2 separate regions of the Triticum aestivum genome follow, and region 1 is linked to region 2. A link is a contact called in public Hi-C data. All regions are on one chromosome and are shown on one strand. The core of a region is the stretch at or near the end of the contact, and the rest is flanking DNA. Distances in the headings are between cores, read along the strand shown.

Evidence for each region. A called contact is a pair of places that touch in the nucleus more often than the background predicts.
Region 1: a Hi-C map of leaf shows a contact between it and region 2, with 10 times the contacts expected there. The contact joins the promoter of LOC123045781 here to the enhancer-like site in region 2. A contact is called at or near these places in 4 of 5 Hi-C or Micro-C datasets (leaf and root) and 1 of 1 datasets of contacts at active chromatin or transcription factors (leaf).

Annotation. Positions count from the first base shown.
Region 1 is chr2B:520,917,853-520,924,508 of IWGSC CS RefSeq v2.1, forward strand. It overlaps LOC123045781 (BTB/POZ and TAZ domain-containing protein 2), which reads left to right and starts at 1,909. Exons shown (of 3, transcript XM_044468956.1): 1 at 1,909-2,485; 2 at 2,589-3,355; 3 at 3,701-4,075. The coding sequence starts at 2,384. The coding sequence ends at 3,872. LOC123045783 reads right to left here. Exons shown (of 9, transcript XM_044468957.1): 7 at 6,469-6,578; 8 at 6,128-6,219; 9 at 5,752-6,041. The coding sequence ends at 6,016.
Region 2 is chr2B:520,640,858-520,647,539 of IWGSC CS RefSeq v2.1, forward strand. It overlaps the pseudogene LOC123047734. Among protein-coding and RNA genes, the nearest start is that of LOC123045780, 7.3 kb to the left of the region's middle. Within about 2 kb of position 5,249, at least 7 of the 8 cell types and tissues checked have an H3K27ac peak or open chromatin away from gene starts, as enhancers often do. A contact at or near this core is called in leaf and root, where this site is marked.

The DNA.
Region 1 (6,656 bases), core at 659-3,158, 270 kb after region 2:
TATTACTCACAATGGCATGCTGGGAAATTTTCACTAGTACTAATTGTTGGCAAATCCGCCCCCCCCCCCCCACCCACCCCCCATGTGTTTTACATGTATCCTTCAATATGCAATTACCCGAACTTGGCAAATTTTCCTAATATTTACGTTATATACATGTCCTAAATTAGAGCATGTCAATTTTTTATTGTAGATACCTTGGCACATTCATTGAATATACCATGGTAAAATTTTAAATCAGAGGATGGTAGTATTATAGAATATAGCATGGCATTTGTTTTTATATGTTTACACCATGCCAATTGTAAATTATGTGTCTCTTATTTTTATGTCAGATTTTTTTTTTTGTGGATGGCAATTTTCTTTTCAAAAAATGAGCTAATTGAGAATACCTTTTTCTTTTCATGCGTGTTACATGGGCCAACCTGCTGTCACGCTGCAATTGCACTACACCGAACATACGACAGAGGGACGCCGGTTCGGTGGATGGATCCTTCCCCAACTAACGTTTTGTTCGCTCCGGGGGTGCCTTCCCTGGGAATGTTTGCCAGCTATTGCCGTATAAAGGAGTACCAAAGAAAAGTTGGGCCCCACTATTATTAACATCTCAAAAGTTACACTAGGCCATAATATACCAACACTATACGAGTATAGTATTTAAGAGAGTAGGCAATAACAATTAAGAACTTCCGAATTCCGATCAATACCGCGTTTGGTATGAATGAATCCGATTATAAATAAACAAATTGAATATGAAGAAACAAAACGTGTTTTACATGTATCCTTCGATATGCAATTACCCGAACTTGGCAAATTTCCCTAATATATACATTATATACATGTCCTAAATTAGAGCATGCCAATTTTATTATTGTAGCTACCTTGGAATATTCATTGAATATACCACGGTAAAATTTTAAATCAGAGGATGGTAGTTTTATAGAGTACAACATGGCATTTGTTTTTATATGTTTACAACATGCCAATTGTAAATTTGTCCTCAAAAATGCTACACGTACAACAAAAAACGAGGTCTCCTTCCCTCATCCCACTGATCTCCCCCTCCCCCCTCCCCCCCCCCCCCCCCCCCCCCCCCCCCCCCCCCCACACACACATTTTCAGGGTGGGGTCTGGTGCAATCCTATCAAACCAGCCCACATCACCCTTTAGTAACTTTTGTACCAAAATTCGGTTAAAAGAAACTTTTGTACCAAAATTTACGTAGGTCTAGCAAAGCCCATTTATCTTATTTTATGTTTTTTTTTTGTTGATGGCATTTTTTTTCCAAAAAATGAACTAATTGAGCCTGCCTTTTTTTCATGTGCAATACATGGGCCAAACTGTGGTCATGCTACAATCGCACTACAGCGAATATACGACAGAGGGATGCCGGTTCGGTGGATGGAGCCTTCCCCAACTAACGTTTCGTTCGCTCCGGGAGTGCCTTCCTGGGAACGTTCGCCAGCTATTGCCGTATAGAGGAGTACCAAAGAAAAGATGGGCCCCACTATTATTAACATCTCAAAAGTTACACTAGGCCATAATATACCAACACTATACAAGTATCGTATTTAAACGCATTAGCATGTGGCCTGAGAAAAGAAAACATTGCGCAATCACGTCTGCGTATGTAGTATGAAGATAAAGTTCCGTCTCCAAGAAAGTTGGCAATAACAATTAACAGCTTCCGAATTCCGATCAATACCGCGTTTGGTATGAATGAATCCTTATAAACAAATTAAATATGAAGAAACAAAACGTGGATCCGTGTCATCAACTCCACACCCAAAACCTTTAAAAAAATTGAACTCCACACCCAAAAAGTAACAAAACGCCGCCAACGCCCAACAGCTCCGTTCCCTTTTCCGCACCTAAACTGGTGGCGCACGAAGCGCCTACGTGGTCCGATCGGGGTCGTCGGCTCCGCCTGCTTCAACCACTGCCGGTGGTTTCCCTCCGTCGGCGGCCCCCGAGATCACCTCTCTGACTCAGATCCTCTCCTCTGGAGTCAAATCCTCATCAGCCTCGACGCATCAACGGCGATTAGCTAATTAGTATTTCCGTCCGTCCAGAACAACGCGGCCCGCTCCCAATGATCATCCCGTCCCGTTGTTCCCGTTGCCCTCAGTTGACGATAGCTGTGCACGCACTGTGCTACACGTCGTCGTCGGCTACCTTTGTCCACGACACTATATAGCTGTCGCTGAGCTCGAGACTTCCTCTCATTCTCTTTCCACATCGCCCCGAGATCCATCTGCTCCGTTTCTTGGGTTTCTCGGCGCTTTGGTGCTTCGCTACGCATCCCGTTGCCCTTGTTGACACCAGGAGAATCCGGGGGCTTCACGAGGGGACTAGCTAGCTGGAGTTTGGAAGCGATCATTCTATGACGATCTGCGCGGGCTTCGATTCCTACCGGGCGTCGCCGGCGGACATGCGAGTCGTGACGTCGGACGGGCAGAGCATCGCCGCGCATTCCTACGTTCTTGTAAGCCGCTCTGCCGCTTATTTGATTGATTTATGCGGTGGATCTTGCCTTGTGCGTTGTTGTTGAATCGTTGGCTAATTCCAAATCGGGCGGCGATATGCAGGCCTCGGCGTCGCCGGTGCTGGAGCGGATGATCGACAGGGCGCAGCGCGGGTGGGGCGCCGAGTGCACCATCCCCGTCCTCGGCGTCTCCTTCGACGCCGTCCACGCCTTCATCCACTTCCTCTACTCCTCCAAGTCCAAGGTGGTGCCCGCGGAGGAGGAGGCGGTGGGCGCCAACTGGGCGCAGCTGCTGGCGCTGGCGCACGCGTACCGGGTGGGGTGGCTGAAGCGGGCGGCGGAGGCGGCCGTGTCGGCGCGCCTGACGCCGGAGCGCGCCGTGGACATGCTGAAGCTGGCGAGGCTCTGCGACGCGCCGCGGCTGTACATGCGGTGCGCGCGCCTCGCGGCCAAGGAGTTCGCCTCCGTGGAGCAGTCCGACGGGTGGCGCTTCGCGCGGCGCCACGACGCCGCGCTGGAGCTCGAGCTCCTCACGCTCCTCGAGGACGCCGACCAGCGGAATGAGCGGTGGGCGCGCGAGCGGGCCGCGCAGGAGGCGTGCCGGCAGCTGGGCGAGGCCATGGCCTCCCTCGAGCACATCTTCCCCGGCGACTCCGGCGCCAAGGCCGGCTGCGCGGACGCGGACGCGCCGTGCGCGAGGGCAGGGTGCACGTGCCGGGGCCTGCAGGTGCTGATGCGGCACTTCGCGACGTGCCCGAAAAAGATGGCGCCCGGTGGGTGCGCGCGGTGCAAGCGCATGCTGCAGCTCTTCCGGCTCCACGCCTCCGTCTGCGACCGGCCGGACCGGGCCTGCCGCGTGCCGCTCTGCAGGTGAGAAAACGCATTCGGGAGAAACACGCTTTCCATCAAACGTGGCGCTTTCCGCAAACGCGCGGTAGATCGGCAGCCAAGAACCAGGCTGGCGAGATCGATCGGTGCCCGGCGCCCTTTCCGCGAAAGGAAATCGGTTCGTACTTGACAATATACAAGGAAGAAATTGGACGTACTGGCTTTCGTCCTCTTGCATGAAAGCGACTTGGACGGCCACGGGAACGCCGCCAATAGAGCGCCATGCAAACGCACATGACGGATCTGACGCACGCCTAATAGCTGTTTTTTTACGTCTGGTGACGAAGTGAGATCTAACGTTTCACCGTGGTTGGCTGATTTTCGCAGCCATTTCAAGGCCAAGGCGCAGACGGGGAAGGCGGACAAGACGTGGCGGCTCCTGGTGAAGAAGGTGACGAGGGCGAAGGTGATGTCCTCCTTGGCCGAGAGGAAGGTGGTGCCGGAGGTCGTGGCCGAGTCATGGGCGAGATACAGCCGTAGAGGAGCCAAGTTGAGATGAGAAGAGTCATTTCTCTCGTCTTGGTCGTCTAGTTTAACCCTTGTCGTTAGCAACGAGGTGTTGTGAACTCAAGTTTATGTACTATCTATCGTCTATCAGTTATAGCTAGTGATAGTCTACTTAGCACATGTCACTTATGACTTGCGATGGTTAAACTTTTTTCTTTTTTGCGATGGTTAAACTATAGTAGTGTTTACCGCTCATCCATGCTTTGTCTGAGAGACAGACACCCGTGCTTCTCAACCTCGAAAGCACACACCCATGCTGCTCTGTTCCGTCGCATGCGCCACGGTTACCATGCGTCGGGACTGGTCCAGTAAGATCCACCGACATGCCCGACCCCACGGTGCAGTGAGTGCGGCCGGCGATTCTTCGGCTCACCCAACAGGCAAGTCACCAGAATATGCTCGCTGTTACTCTTTGCTAGCAGGGAGCGAGTTTAATGCAACGCGACTCCTACTCGCTGTTACTCTTTGCCTGGTCCATGCATCCAAAATATGCTCGTCTCGGTCTAGGACTACCTGCTGCGGTTGCTGTAACCTGTAAGCCTGTAACCGTGCCATTGCCGCAGTTTGTACAACGGTTGGCCGATCTAACGAGACCTCCCGTTATGAAGAGGAGAGGGAGCCAACTGGAGTCCCACACAACACACATGTCAGAGAGACAGCTCCACCGTCCGGGCCCGTTTCTCCCGGCCAGATCCGGAGAATCACCGTGTGCGGATCCGCCAAGGTGCGTGCGTTCATTCGCATGCAAAGCTTTCATTTCCTTACGCTGCCTGGTGCCTGCTGGTGTTGACATCTCTGGAAAGAAGAGCCTGACGGTGCTCCTGGCTCGCGTCCCCACATGTACTATACGTACGTGTACGGTGAACATAGTACTCCTACTACATAGAACAACGCCGCACGTCGACGGGGCCAGGTTTAAGGAGCACCGCCCGCTCGCTCTACCCTACATACAGCCATACAGGAGAAAACAACAAATTGATCGCCTCGGCGGGGGCGCGCACGAAAGCGAGATGCGTTCACCAGCATGACCAAGAGGTGGCACCGCACCGCCGTTTCGTCGCGACCTGTTCACCTCAGCATCACGATCGACCCCTCCCCTCGAATGCACACGAAACAAGAGATACAAGAGCACAGACAGGCAGCGAGCCGGCGACAAGGACCTGGCTTCAGCTTCAGAAATATCAGCTCAAGGAGGAACGGCCGATCAAGTGATGGTGCGATACTGTACCACCCTGTCGTCTTCTATCTTTCGTCACACCAAAATCCAAGTGCTCCAACAGCGACGTACACGGTGCACCGAACGTCTGGGAGGGGTCACGGTCGTGCCAAGGACGGCTATTTTCGCTGCAGGTAACCAACGGCCCAGTGTAGCGCGCCTGGGTCGATCGGTCAGGTGGCGACTGGTGCAGGTTCGCGCGCAGCTCTGTTTACACGCCGTGCCCGTCTTGATCCAGCTATCTATGGAAGCACGGGTCGCCGTAAGAGGACGACGTCTTGTTTTCGGTCGCCGTCTGGGGACGGCGGCGTGCGGCGGTTGGCAACAGCAGGTCTATTTGGTTTGGCCGCCCTTCGTACTAGCATGCGATTGCATCTCCAATGTGACGCAACCGTGAGCTCGTGACGCGCACTGAGGCTGATAGCGTACCTGGCCTGTCGACCTATTCCAGTCACGCGATGGGCTATCAGACTGTCATCTTCTCTACACTAACTCGCAGCTGATACCCACCTCTCAGTTGCGATTGACACCAACTAAACAAATGAAATGAAATGGAATTTCCACTACAAAACAGTCCAACTTTCCTCATCGGACACAGGAGCTCACTTTACTGCTACTGCCTACTCTCCTTGGACATTGCTGCCACTCCAATACATACTCAATCTCCGTCAAATAATAACGTGACGGGAGCCGTTATAAACAAACTACAACTTGGCCAAGCAACGATCGATGCTAGGTAAGTAACTAGTCAAGTGGTACAGCAATGTTCTCCTACATACATCATTCCTAGCTTACAGGTTACGAAAGAGAGAGATTGCTGGTCAGCAATGTTCACCACAGACTGCCAAGGCGAAATGGAGGCCAGAAGAACAGCAATGACATATTACCGCTACTTAATCAAATGGAACGGAAGCCTATCTTAAGGCGCGCTGCGGGCCGAAAGAACTGCACACAACAGGCGGGGAGGAGTCAACACTGGCAATTATACGAGTAAATTTGCTGGCAGAAAAAAAAATTCAACTGGATGTTACCTTCAGATATGTTGAAGGACAGCTTCCGTGCAAAAATTTCTCTGGGGTTTAATGTTTTATTGGATAGTAAGATGCTATCCAAGTTTTCTTTTCTGCAAATTGAACATGAAGACCATGTCATCAATAGGCTCGACTTAATATGCAATACCAAGCGAAATGGAACCCCCAAAAAACATTTTTATATATTCAAAAAATAAGTTAGCAAATGGTAGTATGCCATTTATTCAAGGACCACAGTGGAAAATACTTTCAGTTTGTCCTTCACATTGAAATGCTTATCAGTATTAAAGCAGAGAATCCTGCTGTCAATAATGTGCAAAATTCATAGTCAGTTCACGTACCGAGCCCAACAAGGAACAAATTTCCTTCTGCGCCTTGCTTCTTGCAAATGTTCGTCGTAATCATCATCATCCTCATCATCAGAATCTTTATAAGGAGTCATTGTGTAGGACTGGCAAGAGTTTCATTAACATCAGAGCAGAGGATTCAAAAATTAGAGTGGTTGCTGATACTAGAGTGAAACAATGAA
Region 2 (6,682 bases), core at 3,999-6,498:
CAAATGGCAACTTTAAGATAAAAATGTTCTGTAACTCATGAAATTTTTAGGAAAATGTGAAGTGTTCACATGGAAAATTAAGAAGAAAAAGTTTTCTCCAAATACTTATGAAATTGAAGTCAATAAATATTTATTTCTATGCAAAAACTATGTTTTAATTTCCATTTTGTATGACGACTATTATTCATACAAGTTGCCATGACAAATATAAAACTACCGTGGTCTAATTAATAAAATGCCATGATGTTAATAATGAAAGTCCATGCCACCTACAATGAAACCATTGTGGTCTGACTAATAAAGCCATGGTGCAAACAATAAAACTGCATGCTACCTACAACAAAACTACCATGTTCTAATTGTTAAATTTGCCATGGTTTAATAAATGAAAATGCCATGATTTTTAATTAATAAAATTACCATAGTGTAAATTATGAATTTGCCATGTGAATTGTCATATCTAGAATTGCCATGAGACAAGTTTTAATCCAGAAATGTCACAAATAGAATTGCCATGTGACCTGAGACAAAAACAGGAAAAATAATTGTTAAGTTGATTTAAACTTGACAACTTCTAAAATTTGCCTCGTGACTCTTACAAAACATTTTAAAAAAATTTATCATGTCTTCTACACCAAAAAAGCAAAAAATGCCATTCTAAACATGTTTTATTTGGTACATGGAAATTACGAAAATTGTGTAAACTTTTCCATGTGACAAGTTTTAAAATTACAAGTGCCATATTGCTTATGGTGAGCAGAATTTTGTAACTCGATAACAGCGACCGCTGAGCGGGCTGGCGCGTTAATGAAGAGGATGTGCCCAGAGCGAGCATTTTTAGAAGGTTCTTGTGAGCATCTAATCAGGTTTTGGGAAGCTTCTAGGCTGGTGGTTTTGAGAGTCTTTCAGACCATTCTTTTTTCTTTTCATCACTACCGGATTTTTTTGGCTTATTGATCAGTCTTTTCATACATCATTTTTTCCATTAATTCATAATTTTTAAATTTTTGTGTTTGATTTGCAAATATTTATAATTCAATAAGATTTTTCATATTCGTAAACAATTTTAACCTATTAAATTTTCTTTAATTCATGAACATTTTTTCAATCTGCAAATATTTATGAACTCGTACAAAAATTTATCACGAGTTCTTGATTTTTTTTAAATCCATGAACATTTTGTTGAATTGATGAATCATGGATATTTGTTGAATTCATGTTTCGTGAATTTTTTTTTGAGTTCCAATTCGTGGCTGTTTTTGAATTCATGAACATATTTCAAACTTTGTGGCTTTTTTTGAACTCGTAAACCTTTTTGAGAATTCATGACTATTTTTTAATTTACAATTGTTGTAAATTTTGTGAACATTTTTTGATTGCACGAAGAGTTTGTATATTTTATGTACATTTTGAAATTTACAAGCAATGATTTCCGTATTTTTTCCACGATTTTGTAACTTCCCTCACAAAATCTGGTTTTAAAGCGAAGCCTAATGAAAAACCTTATCTGGAAACATTACTGCCCATTCTCGATTTTTTTTCCCAACGGTTAGGGATGTTTTTTTAACTCCCTTGAAGACTTTTTTCTTGTTTTTTTTCTGGTTCTCTTTTTCCTTTTTATACATTTTCATTTTCTTCATATTCGTTTTTTCTTTTCATTTTCGTTACTTTGTTGTTTCTCTTTCTTTCTTTTATTTTATTCTTCCTTTCTTTTTTCGTTCTCCTGTTCATTTTGCGAACATTCTCTTCTAAACTTGTGAACTATTTTCACATTTCAAACATTTTTCCAGGAATTGAGATTTTTAAATTCATGAACAAATTTTAAAATTGTGAACATTCCTTCAAAACTTGTGTACATTTTTTTAGATCGGTGAACCTTTTCCTAAAATTTGGGAACAATGTTTGTAATTCACGAACATTTTTTGTTTTGTTTTGACAAACATTTTTCATTTCAATGATTTATTTTTTCAATTTTTTTAAAAAATTTAGATAATTGAAAGTGGCAAACATTCTTTAAATTTTATGAACATTTAGAAAATCATAACATTCTATGAATTCGTGAATAGTTTTTCAGATTCACGAAATTTTTTTAGAATTCTCAAACATATTCTCAAAATCAATGAACATACTTGAATATGCGATCTTTTAATAAAAAATTATGAACATTTTTTGTATCCGCTAACATTTCATGATTTTCCAAACATTTTTTAAAATAATGAACAGTTTTAATTCACGAAAATTTTATGATTTCTCAAACTGTTCTCTTTCAAAATTTGCAACTGTTTGTCAAATTTGTTACTTTCTTAAATCCTGAAATATTTGGTAGAATGAAATAAAAAGCAAAATGAAACCGAAAAATGTTGAGGGGGGGGGGGGGGGGGGGGGGGAGGTGAGTGTTTCCTCCCTAGCCAGTGCGTATGTACTGTCCGTGGTAGTTACTGAATGGGGTTGTCGATATCATATGCCTCATACAAAAGGATGCTGGGCTTGCTAGACTGCATGTAGTTTGCTGGTGGTTAGTCGGGTGGCTTCTGGCCCACGATGCATATCCATCTGAACTTTGTGCTCGCTCTCAAAGAGAAAGAAAGAAAACTTCAACTTTGAAGTATAAAAACTCTGGCAATCTTCATGTAAAAGAACTCTTGCAATCTTTTTCCCGAGTAATTGGAGCACCACCTCTCAAGGAGAGGAAGATGAAGCATGTCTAGATTCTTACAAAGCGTGTGTGGAATAGGTTGCACCCCCCCCCCCCCCCCCCCCCCCCCGCATAAAAAAGGCAGCACTCATAAAAGGGCATGTTGCATGCTTTCCGAAGTAGTACGAATGTAAATGATCTAGTCTATCTGGTGGCCGCAAAGACCGCAAATGCCTGATCGGGGACCTCCCTAAAGGTTTATAGGTTTGCCTTGCAGCATGAAAATACATCGGTTCATTTCCTTCCAAATGTGCCCGATAGTGTCGGTAAGTTCGCCGCTGGGATCGTAAACAAGCGAGAGGAGATCGTCCCACCATTGGTCGATGCTCAACGCAGGATAAGCCAGCGAGTAGGATGGAGGCCGAGCCTCAAGTTCACCGTCTTGTGGTAAATTCCTAAACGGTGCTTAAGCACCCGTTTTAAGTGTTCACCCAATTGGGCACACACCCTCTCCTCCACACCGGGCCAGGTCATTTTCAAAAAAATATATATCTGTTTTTAAAACACAAAAAATTGCTAGCAAGGGTGTGGTTAGAACCGGTGATCTCACTTCTATATGGGCGTTGCCCCAACCACTCGGCCAACTCACCCGTTAGTGTTTACTTAGAGCATTTTCATCCTTTTCTTTTTTTCTTTTTTCTTGGGAGTTGTCTTGTTTGGTTTTTTCTTTCATTTTTGCTAAGTGCGTGAACATTTTTTTCAAATCTATGAACTTGTTTTTAAATTTGATAAACTTTTCTTTCAAATTCATGAACTTTTTTTCAAACAATGTGAACTTTTTCCAATTTGTGAACTTATTTTTTTGAAATTAATGAACTTTTTTAAAATTGATGTACCATTTCAAATTGATGAACTTTTTTCTCAAATTCAACGAGCCTTTTCAAATTCGATGATTTTTTTCAAAGTCAATGAACTTAATTTCAAAATGATGAACTTTTTTGAAGCTTGTGAACTCTCTTTCAAAATTTGTGAACATTTTTTAATTCATGACATTTTTTATTATTTTTACTTTTCCTATATATATATATATATATATATATATATATTAAAAATCTTAGTTTTTCAAAGATCAACAGTTGACCACTTGACTCTTTGGGGGCATTCAATAAAATTGAAACGATATAGAGAAGATTAGCATGACCCCTTCGAATGGATGACATGCACAAATCAAGAAGCGGTTGAGCACTCAACTTGTGAACCGTCAACCAGTCAACCGCGATCGAGTGGACCAGGCGATGTGGGACAAGCAAACGAGGCAATTTGGGCCAGCCCAGCTCGCGGACGCGTGGTTGCCAGTCCCTCTGTCCGGCACTGAAGGCGCCCTATAAGAGCACCGCATGGGAAGTGTTTGGTCTGTTTTGGGAGTTGCTTCCACCCTCCAGCATTTCGCCGGCCCGGAGTCCGCCGAGCTGGCTGAGTAGTGGCCGACGTCGATAGTCCGATCCCGGCGGACGGGTCCGTAGGCATGTGCTCCAATTCCAATTCCTACGACCCGGAGTCTAAAGTATTAATACTATCAAAAATCGACTCGTACTAAAAATAGTTTAACATCTCGTGCGGGCAACGCTTTCAGTTGGGCGACCCATCCCAACCACGTGCAATCTTGAAACGGAAAAAATAACGCTTCGTGTGTTTCACATCACACGAGACGACGAAGGCTGTAGCACCCCTGCTAGTTTACTCCCATGTGATGAGCGTGGCAGGGGCCGTCCGAGCGAACAGGCACGTTCCGTCGAATCATTCGGCGTGCCCCGACCCGACCCCACTGAGTACAGGGCGCGCGGCCAGCGGTGATCTGCCGTCCACGGACCGGACCACACGGAAAGGGTGGTACCACACTGCTCTTTTTGCTCACCTCCTGGCCCATGCGTGCAGTTGCCAAACATGAATGAATGAATGTATATACCGGACTGCAAGATTAAACGTCGTTTTCTACGGTAAGCTTCCCTGTCCGAACCTACTTTTCGTTATATCCGATCCTACATGGCATGCGAGACATCACCTTGAGGCTATGTATTGTACATGCCCTTACGGGGTTGGTTTCAGACGTAACTTTCGCTGTACGTAGATCATATGTTGACGCCCCGGACCTAAGCTCGATCCTGAGCTGTGAGGTTTGCCACAAATAGCTGACTTTTCCCTATAAGATGGGCAATGTACTACATAAACAGTGAGCAGAGAGATGGGGCATATGCTGCATGGAAACCATTGCTCCAGCTGGAGTCCAGTAACATGGCGAGGCGACGATTATTATATATGTTGCGCACATAGCTTTTTTTTTTTTTTTGAGAATCTGTTGCGCAGATATAGCTAGCTCCCCGATGCCAACTGCCTCTCGTACCATCTGGGCCCATGCATGCCTGCCTCCCCGAGTCCCGCCCGGGCCACGCACGCACCTGCACCACCATGTGACGACCAACAGTGGCCTACCAAGCCGTAGCTATAGTACGGCCATTTCGTCGACATCCGGCGCTCTCTCTCGTGAAGCTCACGACAAATCAAAAGAGCACAGGACAGATCTGTGATCTCTACGCGCGCACAAATGAACAGGCCTGGCCGGTAAAAAAACAGGCAGAACAAAATATCATTGCAGGAACGCACGGTCCCGGCGATACCGCCCTGTCCTCTTCGTCTTCGTCGCGCCGAGATCCAAAAGCCCCCGAAAGCGACGTGGACGGTGCTCAGAATGCCGATAGAGGCCGTCGGCTTCGAGGCCGGCGACGCACCAATCGCGGCCCGGATTGATCAGACGGCGACCGGTGCAACTTGCGCGCCGTCTCGATCTCTCGTGTTAGGCGCCGCGACCAGGACGGCTCGTATTGCTTCCGCCACCGATGGTGCGTGCTCCGGGCCTCGGCGCTCGCGTTCATGACGCCACCTCTTCTTGTGCCCGGCCGGTCGACGTTTAGGCGCGACAATGGCGGGCGTGGGTCCCTCCGGGTGGTGGGTGGCTTCATTATCTTCGTCCGTACTCCGGCTCTCCGCCATGTGATCTCGTGATTTGATTCGCTTATCGTGGTATCGGTAGAGACTGATATCCTACCACGCCTATCGATCTGTACCACCAACGCTATTGGCTAGCTATCAAGTTTTCTTTGCCGGGAAAACCTTTTTTTTTAACACAGTACTCCCTCTATCCGGGCTTATCGGGCCTAAAAGCATCACAAGCATGGCCGTTTTTATATGGCCTTGCTTTAGAGCCATTTTATTGGTTGTAGCGAGAGGCATTGTTGCTAGTTTCATGGCAGAAAAATAAATACTCCCTCCGTTCTTAAATATAAGTCTTTGTATATGTTTCACTATAAACCACGTACGGATGTATATAGATGCATTTTAGAGTGTATATGCACTTACTTTGCCCCGTATGTAGTCCATAGTGGAATCTCTATAAATACTTATATTTAGGAACGGAGGGAGTACGTTGCATGCATTCTTTTCATTTGCTGCACATGGGAGCTAGAATGTGAAAGAGTGCATTGGAAGTGGGATGAAATAATTAACGTGAGCAAATTATCATGTGCCTTGGTCCAAGAGAAGCGGTCTCCCGGCCAATAAACCCGGACGGAGGAAGTACAAATGTAGACGCTCATACTACGCACACACACACGCTCCCCCTGTGAATGCATGCACGCACGCACACCTGTTTCTACGAGCATCTTCGAAAGACTTAGCCGGCGTATCATCTTAAGATTTACGAAGTCGCCGTAGATGCCTTCGTAGTCTACGGAACGTCCCTCCTATTGAGCGCACATCACGGGAAGACCTATAATAAATTCAGAGAGTACGAGCACCATTGCCAACTTGCCAAGTTCAGAACTTGAATTATGATGGATTGGTTTCACCACAAGGAACATAACCATCTAAACTTTGTAAGTTGGCTTGATCGAGAAAGTTGCTATCAATACAATGCTTTAGTTATTTTAAAAAAATACTAGTACATAGCGATGCATACAGTGTTTGAAAACCACACAAGGGCATCTCCAACGC